Regions from separate parts of the Xenopus laevis genome. Here region 1 is linked to region 2. A link is a contact called in public Hi-C data. All regions are on one chromosome and are shown on one strand. The core of a region is the stretch at or near the end of the contact, and the rest is flanking DNA. Distances in the headings are between cores, read along the strand shown. Region 1 holds the start of fam43a.L (family with sequence similarity 43 member A L homeolog). Region 2 has its middle 66 kb from the start of acap2.L.

Region 1 (4,432 bases), core at 87-2,586, 270 kb after region 2:
TGGGCACCCCTGATGAAAAACCCATTCCCCCCAGGGCCACTATTCTGGCTTTATATTGGTGACAGTGAGTGAGGATGAGGCAGTCGGTGGGCCCCTGTGGCCCTGCTCATACAGTCTCTGCTTCTCTGCACTCCTCAAAGCCGTTGGTGATGGGCCCGGTGTCCTGGTTACTCTCTATAGACGACTCGCTGCCCGTACTCTCCCCGGACAGGAGCCTGGTCACTCTCAGGTCCGCCTTCAGGGTCTGCAAGTCATTGCCCAGACTCATCTCCCCGAGATCACTGATAAGCTGAGACAGCTCCCGCTTCACCACCTCCTCCTCCTCCTCAGCCTCCCCTCCACCCCCGGTATCCAGCACATCCTCACACTCGAAGCTCATCGCCCTCTCCTCCTCCTCCTCCCCCTGCTGATCCTCCGTGATGGAGCCCAGCTTGGGAGCGCTCCGGCTCCGCTCCACGGGGGGTTTGTAGCAGCACTGTCCGTTGAGGAGCTTCCTCATGGGGACTAAGGGGATGCTGTGCTCGCCGATCAGCTGTTGCTGCTGGTGCCGGGAATCCTCTCTCCGTTTGAGCCTCTTGAACTCGGTCAGGGCGTTGGCGGAGGTCTGGTACAGGAGCAGGGCCATGGCTTTCGCCTTCTCGGGCTTGGACACCAGCACCGCGTGACAGCGCAGCATCACCGCCTTGTGCTTCATCTCGTGCCGGTAGATCCAGGCGAAAATCTTGGGCAGCCGGGGATCGGCCACGCAGTAGGTGACTCGGTGCAGCAGATACAGGTGGCCGGGTCGCTTGGCTTTGTCTTCCACGTGCACCATGCGGATCCCCTGCGAGCTGATAGTCAGCTTCATCTTGGTGCCGTGTTTGCCCATCTCGCTCTTGCTCCAGATCTTGCTCACCGCTAGGTCCGTGCAGCCCTCTCCCTTGGACTGAAGGGTCGTAGCGTTGCCCAAGTACAGCACCGTGTATGTCGGGTCTTCCCCCGTGATCTTGATCTTCTTCCTCTTGGACTTGAACATGCTGCCCACCCGAGTCAGGGCCCCCTCCGGGCAGGACTTGGCGAAGGAGGTGAGAGCGCTGTAGTTGAGGCTCACTGCATAGCCCTTCTGCTTCCCCTGCTTCGGATCCTCCTCGATCAGGTCGAATTTGCTTTTCTTCCAGGGCAGCATGTCGCTGTGCAAGTAGCAGCCGGGGAGAGCGAAGCGCTGGGCGCACTCACAGCGCGATTAATAACGCATTGCGTGCTGATATGGGAGCAGCGGGGATTTATCAGTGTACAGCGCCTGGTAGCGATCATTGCATGTACCATGCGCTCCTCCCTCCTTGTCTGCCGCTAGTTCCCTGCCTTCTCATTGTCAGACGGCTCTGTGCAGCTATAAATAAAGTCTGGAGTGAACCATTCGCCCTCCCAAAGCAGGGGAGGCGCAGCAATGAACGTGCCAGATCATTACACTCGCACCTGGCCATTCGTACAATTATGTTTTCCACTGCAGTTTATACTAGGGCTATTCAGTAAGTTACTAAAGCCAGGGTTGCCAGGTTGACAGTTTTCCAGCCAAATTGGGCTTCTCATTTAAAACCTAGACTGGTTTTGAAAGTACAAACTTGCCAAGCTACTGATTTTGGCTACTTTTTGGCAGACCTGGATTTGTGGAAACGCCACCAAGGCCTACGACAGCATGCTGCCCAACCATGCCCACATTGGTTCAGAAACACTGGGGATATGCAGGAGATACGATCGTTTTTTACATTTCCCATGCTCCAATCCCCATTGCTTGGGTCCTGATGATGAAAATCTGCATGAATAAACGGGATGGGGGTGACGAACGGCAGTGGGCCTAGGGGTGCCCGCTATGTAAATCCGGCCCTGCTTTTTGGGCTTTTGACTGGTTTGTACTTTGGAAACCAGCCATAGTTTTTCTGTATATATTTGTAAACAGAATTTTTTGGATGTGCTCTAATCCCTAGGCCAATCATTTTAATACAAAGAGGTAACATGCAAAAAATCCTTCTTATGATCGCTCACCCTATAACTGGGTGGGTCCATGTGCAAATGCCCCGGACCAGTCGCTTAAATTGTTACTCTTATAGGCATTCAAATCAGGTTACTCACCACTCCACGACTCTGGCTCGAGTGCAACGCCCCGAACCCGTAGCTTAGGGAGGCCTGGCCGACAATCACTTCAAAACTGTTGCGTGCACTTTCACAAACCAGAGACAAGCGGTGAATAAAAAAGCAACTTTATTTTCCCCAACATTTCTCCTCCTAACGCGTTTCGTGTGTTAACAAATGTAGTCATAGGCGAACTGCGTTAGGAGGAGAAATGTTGGGGAAATAAAGTTGCTTTTTAATTCACCGCTGGTCTCTGGTTTGTGAAAGTGCACGCAACAGTTTTGAAGAGTATATCTGTGCCTTAATGTGCCAAGCCTGCGTCTCCCAATGCATGTTGGGTAATGTAGTTTTTGTTTAACAATTTGCTGACTGCCAAGTTTAATGTAAGACTACAATACCCAGCATGCAATGGGACTGACTAGTGTAGAAGTCAGGAGTAACCAGATTTTGGGCTCTGTACCCCAGTCTCCTGTCACTCTTTAACATTCTCGCATTTTTCGGTGACTGTCCTCAATTTCAGACAATTTTGGGGCAAAAATCTACTGGCCACAAAAATGTCTAGAGGTTGACCTGTTTTACCAATATTTACTGAAATTGTATATTTATTAGGGCCTTATGGGACCCCTATACCTCCTGGGCCCCCCTCTGTCTCCCATTTCCCGTATTTTCATATATATTCTTTATTTTTTAGACTTTTTTTTTTTTACTGCACATATTCTGCTATTTTTGGGCTACTTTTCAAGTGCAACTTGGTTAGTTTTGGGATACTTTTCTAGACCTGGCAACCCTGCTAAAGACGTGGCTATGACTTTTGGTGCCATTGTCATGACAGCATTAGTGTTAGACATTATTCACATGTTTCAAGCACTAAGTAAAGACTAGGGTGGCCTTACTGTAGAGTCCTGCATAATTGTATGATTTGTGTCTGTCACTTTTCTGCATACATTTATTGTATCTTATTTGCAATGCCTAGGACTTGGAGGTTGGTTTCCTGATAAAGGGGCTTTCTACAATCTCAATCACCATTCATTAAAGCTACTAGAAACATAAATCAGTCAAAAATATTAATTTAGGTTATTTGTAGGTTCCATATATTAGATCTCATACATCTAGTGGGCCTAATAATTAGTAAATGTTATGCTGAATATTATATTCAAGTCTGAGATCCATATCAAAACTGAGGGCTACTTTCAGCTTCTAGGCCTCCAATGTGACTGCTATAATATACAGAATTCATACCTACGATACCTTGTGTCCAGTGCACTGGAATGCAGGATTTGACTGACCCCCATGCTTCCCATCAGTACAATTACCATAGAGAGGCAAGGAGTGAACTCCTGTGTTCATGTACAATGGAACACACACAAGAAGTAAGGTCCTGTGAACACAAGAGCTACCATTCTGCACAGTCAGTTTAAAGGGGTGGTTCACCTTATAGAATGGCTAATTCTAGGCAACTTTTCAATTGGTCGCCATTGTTTTTTTTTTTTTTATAGTTTTTGAATGATTTGCCTTTTTCTTCTGATTCTTTCCAGCGTTCAAATTGGGGACACTGACCCCATGTAAAAAAAACAAATACTCTGTAAGGCTACAAATGTATTGTTATTGCTACTTTTTATTACTCATCTTTCTTTTCAGGCCCTCACCTATTCACATTCCAGTCTCTTATTCAAATCAGTGCGTGGTTGCAGATTGCTGAAATAGAAAGTTGGAGAACTGTTGAACAAAAAGCTAAAAAAACTAAAAAAAAAAAATGCAAATAATAAAAAATGAAAACCAATTACAAATTGTCTCAGAATATCACTCTCTACATCATACTAAAAGTCAATTTAAAAATGAACTACTCCTTTAAGGGAAACTAAAAGAAAAAGCAGGAATATTTTACCTTTATCCCACTTGTTAAAAGGATTATCTAGAATGGATAGCAATGGCACCAATACCTTCCAACTTCTTCCCAGCATATTAACAAACAGTGTGACATTTTGATGCCCAGTTTAAATACTTCCCCATTTACAGGGCAAATAGACACAATGCAGATGTTAATATGACCAAGCAGGTGAGAGCAATGCTGCTCATGACAGGTGACTGAATTGTTGGCTAATAGCTAACATGACTTTGTGGAACGAGGGACGTACTGGAGATAAAGGCAACGATAAATCACTTATTCAATCAATATTAAGCACTTCACAGAATTGTCTGGCTCATTTTGGGACTTGATGCACAGGTTGATGGATCAGTTAACTTATCTTAGTTCACACGCAGAGATAAGATAACCAGCTCCACCCGACTCCCTTTAAACTGAGGCTCTGAAAGCAAGAAGCAG
Region 2 (4,387 bases), core at 64-2,563:
TACGAGATACTATTTTCATACATTATATATACTGTTATGGCAGGAGAATGCCACAAGATGTCTCTGTTTTGTCACATTTCCTCCCTACACCATTTTATTTACTTTTAGAAATATTCCACTATATATATTAGGGATAGAACATGTCCATGTTATTTTAAAACTGCTCATCTGCTCAGCTTCAGCCTTGTGTTGCAAGTAGTACATTCTGGTTTAGTTGCATTCCTCAGATATTCCGGCCCAACTGGGTGTATCTGTGTACATACATGTGTCTTGTCTCCTTTTGTTTAAAACATCACAATTTCATTGCATACATCTCACCATCACAAGAATATACATAACAAAATACACAAACTATTTCTAAGTTTGGATTCTTTATTAGACCAACGAACACCAAAAACTAGTAGTGACTTTTCCCCAGAAATTTCATCAGGATGCAATGCATTTTGGAACCTGGGCCATAGCCTATCACCCTCGTTATACTGAGCCTGAGAAGTCAGTGGGCCTTACATCTCTGCCGTTGCCCCTTTTTGCAGCCTCTGGAACATTGTAATGACGTGGGACCTATTATCCTGAATACTTGGGACCTGAGGTTTTCCAGATAAGATATTTTTCCATAATTTGGATCTCCATACCTGGTCTACTAAAAAATAATTTAAACATTAAATAAACCCAATAGGCTGGTTTTGCTTCCAATAAGGTTTAATTATATCTTAGTTTGGATAAAGTACAAGCTACTGTTTTAATATTACAGAGAAAATGGTAATTATTTAAAAAAAATTACAATTATTTGCTTATACTGGAGTCTATACGTGATAGCCTTTCTGTAATTTGGAGCTTTCTGGATAACAGGTTTCAAGACAACAGATTCCATACCCTTATAAGATTATTGTGGACTATATACTAAAACTTTTATTTGTTCCTGCCAATTTCCTTACTGTATAAAAAGTTATTAAGTGTCCTTACATACTGTATGCACAGGAGTACAAGGTTGGGAAAAATTAAACCTTATTAAGCAATGGATCCCTAAGACTTGCACGCACAGTGATTTGTCTGCTTCATACCCCATTCAGGAATGCTTTCCCATAGCCCACCAAGCATAAAACAGAGCAGTGATTCAGCTGCATCACACAAAAAGACAACTGCACCTTTCAGCTGCTAAAGTTACAGTAACATAACACTCAGCCAGTGCCCTTTCATTTCATTCTTTATATCCTTTCTGCTCTTAAGTCACAAGTCCATTCTATGTTCTGGCCTTTCTACAAAGCTTATGTACACAGCAAAGCAACCCTTAACTCATCTACCACCATTGGCTTCAGGCCCGGATTTGCGGCAAGGCTGCATAGGCCCGGGCCTAGGGCGGCAAAAAATAGGGGCCGCATTATCGGGACGTTCGCGTCCCCGTTCAACTATACCAGCTGCCCTGGCGTTTTTTCGCCGGCGCACTTGGAAGGCGGGCGCTAGGACCGCGCGGCCGGAAAAGAAATCCAGCGCTGATTGGCTTTTCTGTTAGGTATAAAGAAAGTGTCACGTTCGGTATCCCAAAGCCCAGAACAGATGCCAAGGTTCTGTTCATGGCTAACACTTCTGCCTATAACAGCTGCCTTTCAAGTTGGGAGGAAACCTTCTCTACTCTATGCCACCAGAACTTAAAGAGATACTGACATCTGAAAATAACCTTTTTTAATATCTATCATAACATTTGAATTCTGTTTATAATTTTCCTCTATGAGGGGGCTGCCATATTTGTGCAGCAGGAGTCAATTAACATTAGAAACTCTAACTGACAAGTTGAGAAGGGACAGTCAGGTTGGCAAAACAGTCAGGTTTAGGAACATCAAGTGACAATTACTTACAAAAGCAGAACTATCAGCAAAAACGACCAACATGAGCTATGGGTAACTTTTAATGTAGATTAATGTTTTCAAAAGAAAATTCACTTTAAAGGAGAAGGAAAGGCTTCGTACACTTGGGGGTGCCAAATGTTAGGCACCCCCAAGTGATTGTGTTGACTTACCAGAAACCCCAGGAAGGTGCTCCTATCAGCAGAAAACTGCACCGGCAGTTGTTTATACCAGCGAGCACCATGGAGCGATCCTCTTCCGGCTTCTTCTTTCTTCAAAATTCCCAGGGGCTGCTGCATGCGCAATTGAACAAAATAGCCGACTTTTTAGTTAAAGTTCAGCGTAACACCCTAATGCAAATGCGCAGATGCGCGAAGAAAGAGGAAGACGGAAGAGGATCGCTCTGTGGTGCTCACTGGTATAACCCCGGACTGGTGCAGTTTTCTGCTGATAGGAGCACCTTCCAGGGTTTCAGGTAAGTCAATACATTCACTTGGTGGTGCCCCTGGGTAGGAAAGGGAACTCGAACATGTAACAGGAGTAACTGGGTTAAAGCAAAGCGCAGTTGAGCGTAAGCGTAAGCACTGTGTAACATGGCGCCATATAAATAAATGATGATGATAGTTGAAGAAACATTCCGGGGTCAATACCCAGTCAGAAAGTGCAGTACAGAATCAGGATCAGGAAGAATAGTCAGTAACAGGCAATGGTCTGTTCAGGCAGCAGACAGGAATGGGCAAGGGTCTAGGAACAGTAAATCAAACCAGAATTGCACCCAGAAACTATCTAACAATAGACTTACTTTGGTCAATTAAAAAAGAGGACAAGGCACCTTTAAATATTTGAATTTCGTGCCAAGCATGATGAGGTCAGACACACAATGTAAGCTTGATTAATCAAAAGATCGCTGGCATCCCCACTTCCCCAATGGCCCACCAGGTATCGTTACAGAATGTGTGAATGTGATGGAAGTAGTATATTTCTCCACTTTATTGTATCCTTCCTTTAATTCCTGCCCAGGAGTTAATTCTGTATGAGCAGCACATTGTCACACACAGGTGTCCTGTGGCAGCCAAGCCAAGCCTAAATCTAATGAATGCTGGGAGGGGCAGGATGTGATGATAGGAAGCCAGTTAAACCAAACCTATCTGCTGCATTATTGCTGGTTAATCCCTTAAGAAAATACAGAACACTGGAACTCTCTCTGTGCCATAGTATAATGCACTGTTTGTTTGCTTGGCTGTATTGCTGGAGCGAGAGCTAGGTACTTGCCACATCCTTTATCTCTGTGCACTGACCAGCCTTTTCATGTTACAGTAAGTGTGTGACAGCAAGAATAAGAGATACATTGCTGAATTGCTGAGTCCTATTTCCTTCTATTGTTTAATATGTATTTTCACACATTAATAGGCCCGGAAGAGAGTAACTGAGGATGAGGGGAGGTAGGAAGTCTGTGAGACTGTGAGGTTTGGAAAAACCTTCCCGCCCGCTAGAATCTAAATCGCTAGTAGGATGACACTCGGAGCACTTTGTTTTCCGAAGTTGCCTCACAAGGAAACTTCGGGCGACATCGGAAAATGAAGTGATCCGAGTGCCATCATGCCGGCGATTTAGATTCTAGCCGGCAGGAAGGCTTTTCGGGGAGATTAGTAGCCCCGAAGAAAGGTCGATTTTTTTGCTGGAAGACTAATCTCCCCGGATCTTCGCATGTGCCTCTGCCCTAAACATATTAAGTACCTGTCCTACATTATTTTCAGATATGAAGAGACAGAGAGAGAGCGAGAGAGAGATCTTGGGACTGAGGCAACTACAAGAGTCAAGGGATTATCCACCTTTACACCTTACAGTTGATGGGCCCATTTTTTTCTGTAGACTTTGACACCTTGAATCTGGAAGCCACCAATAGGTGTCTCTAATGCTCCACACACAGACATGCATGGTGCCTGCATTTGCACTTTGCTGTTATTTCTGCAGATTGTTATTGAGCAGGATTCTCTTTTCACTTGCATGCTTTTTCCTCTCCTTAACTTGTATGTCACTGCCTAGTCACTATGGTGATGCCCTATTTCTAAAATAATCTATTCCATGATTGATTGAGCAGACATTAAATATCTTCAGATTGCCAGGCCTTTCACTGCCATAAAGGGTGCAATGCATACAATCCATTTCATTATACTTTAACTGTTCTCATTTTGGAAATGACTGCATTTAACCACCAATAATCATATTTTGAAAATATGTGTGTATATTAGGGCTCACAAAAAGGATTCCTGATTCCCCAGCCTCTCCAGTCAAATAGCGTGGTGTCTGGAAAAGAGGTCGGCACCTCTCCAATAGATGTCTGACGAAGGGGCCCGCCCCCGAAACGTTACATCACAAGACTTGAATAAACACGCAGGGGTCCGCCCCGCTTCACTTGCTGTTGATTGTCTGGTGAATTTTTCTTCTCTATGTATATTAGGGCTGCCACATCCAAATCCGGACAGGACATAGAAGTGAATGACATGGCGATCAGCCAATCACTGATCTCCACATCATCAGTCCTG

Evidence for each region. A called contact is a pair of places that touch in the nucleus more often than the background predicts.
Region 1: a Hi-C map of the XTC cell line shows a contact between it and region 2, with 5 times the contacts expected there. The contact joins the promoter of fam43a.L here to the enhancer-like site in region 2. A contact is called at or near these places in 2 of 4 Hi-C or Micro-C datasets (the XL177 cell line and the XTC cell line).

The regions. Positions count from the first base shown.
Region 1 is chr5L:113,536,770-113,541,201 of Xenopus_laevis_v10.1, forward strand. It overlaps fam43a.L (family with sequence similarity 43 member A L homeolog), which reads right to left and starts at 1,337. Exons shown (of 1, transcript NM_001096773.1): 1 at 1-1,337. The coding sequence starts at 1,165. The coding sequence ends at 107.
Region 2 is chr5L:113,263,893-113,268,279 of Xenopus_laevis_v10.1, forward strand. No RefSeq gene overlaps it. Among protein-coding and RNA genes, the nearest start is that of acap2.L, 66 kb to the left of the region's middle. Within about 2 kb of position 1,314, at least 2 of the 7 cell types and tissues checked have an H3K27ac peak or open chromatin away from gene starts, as enhancers often do.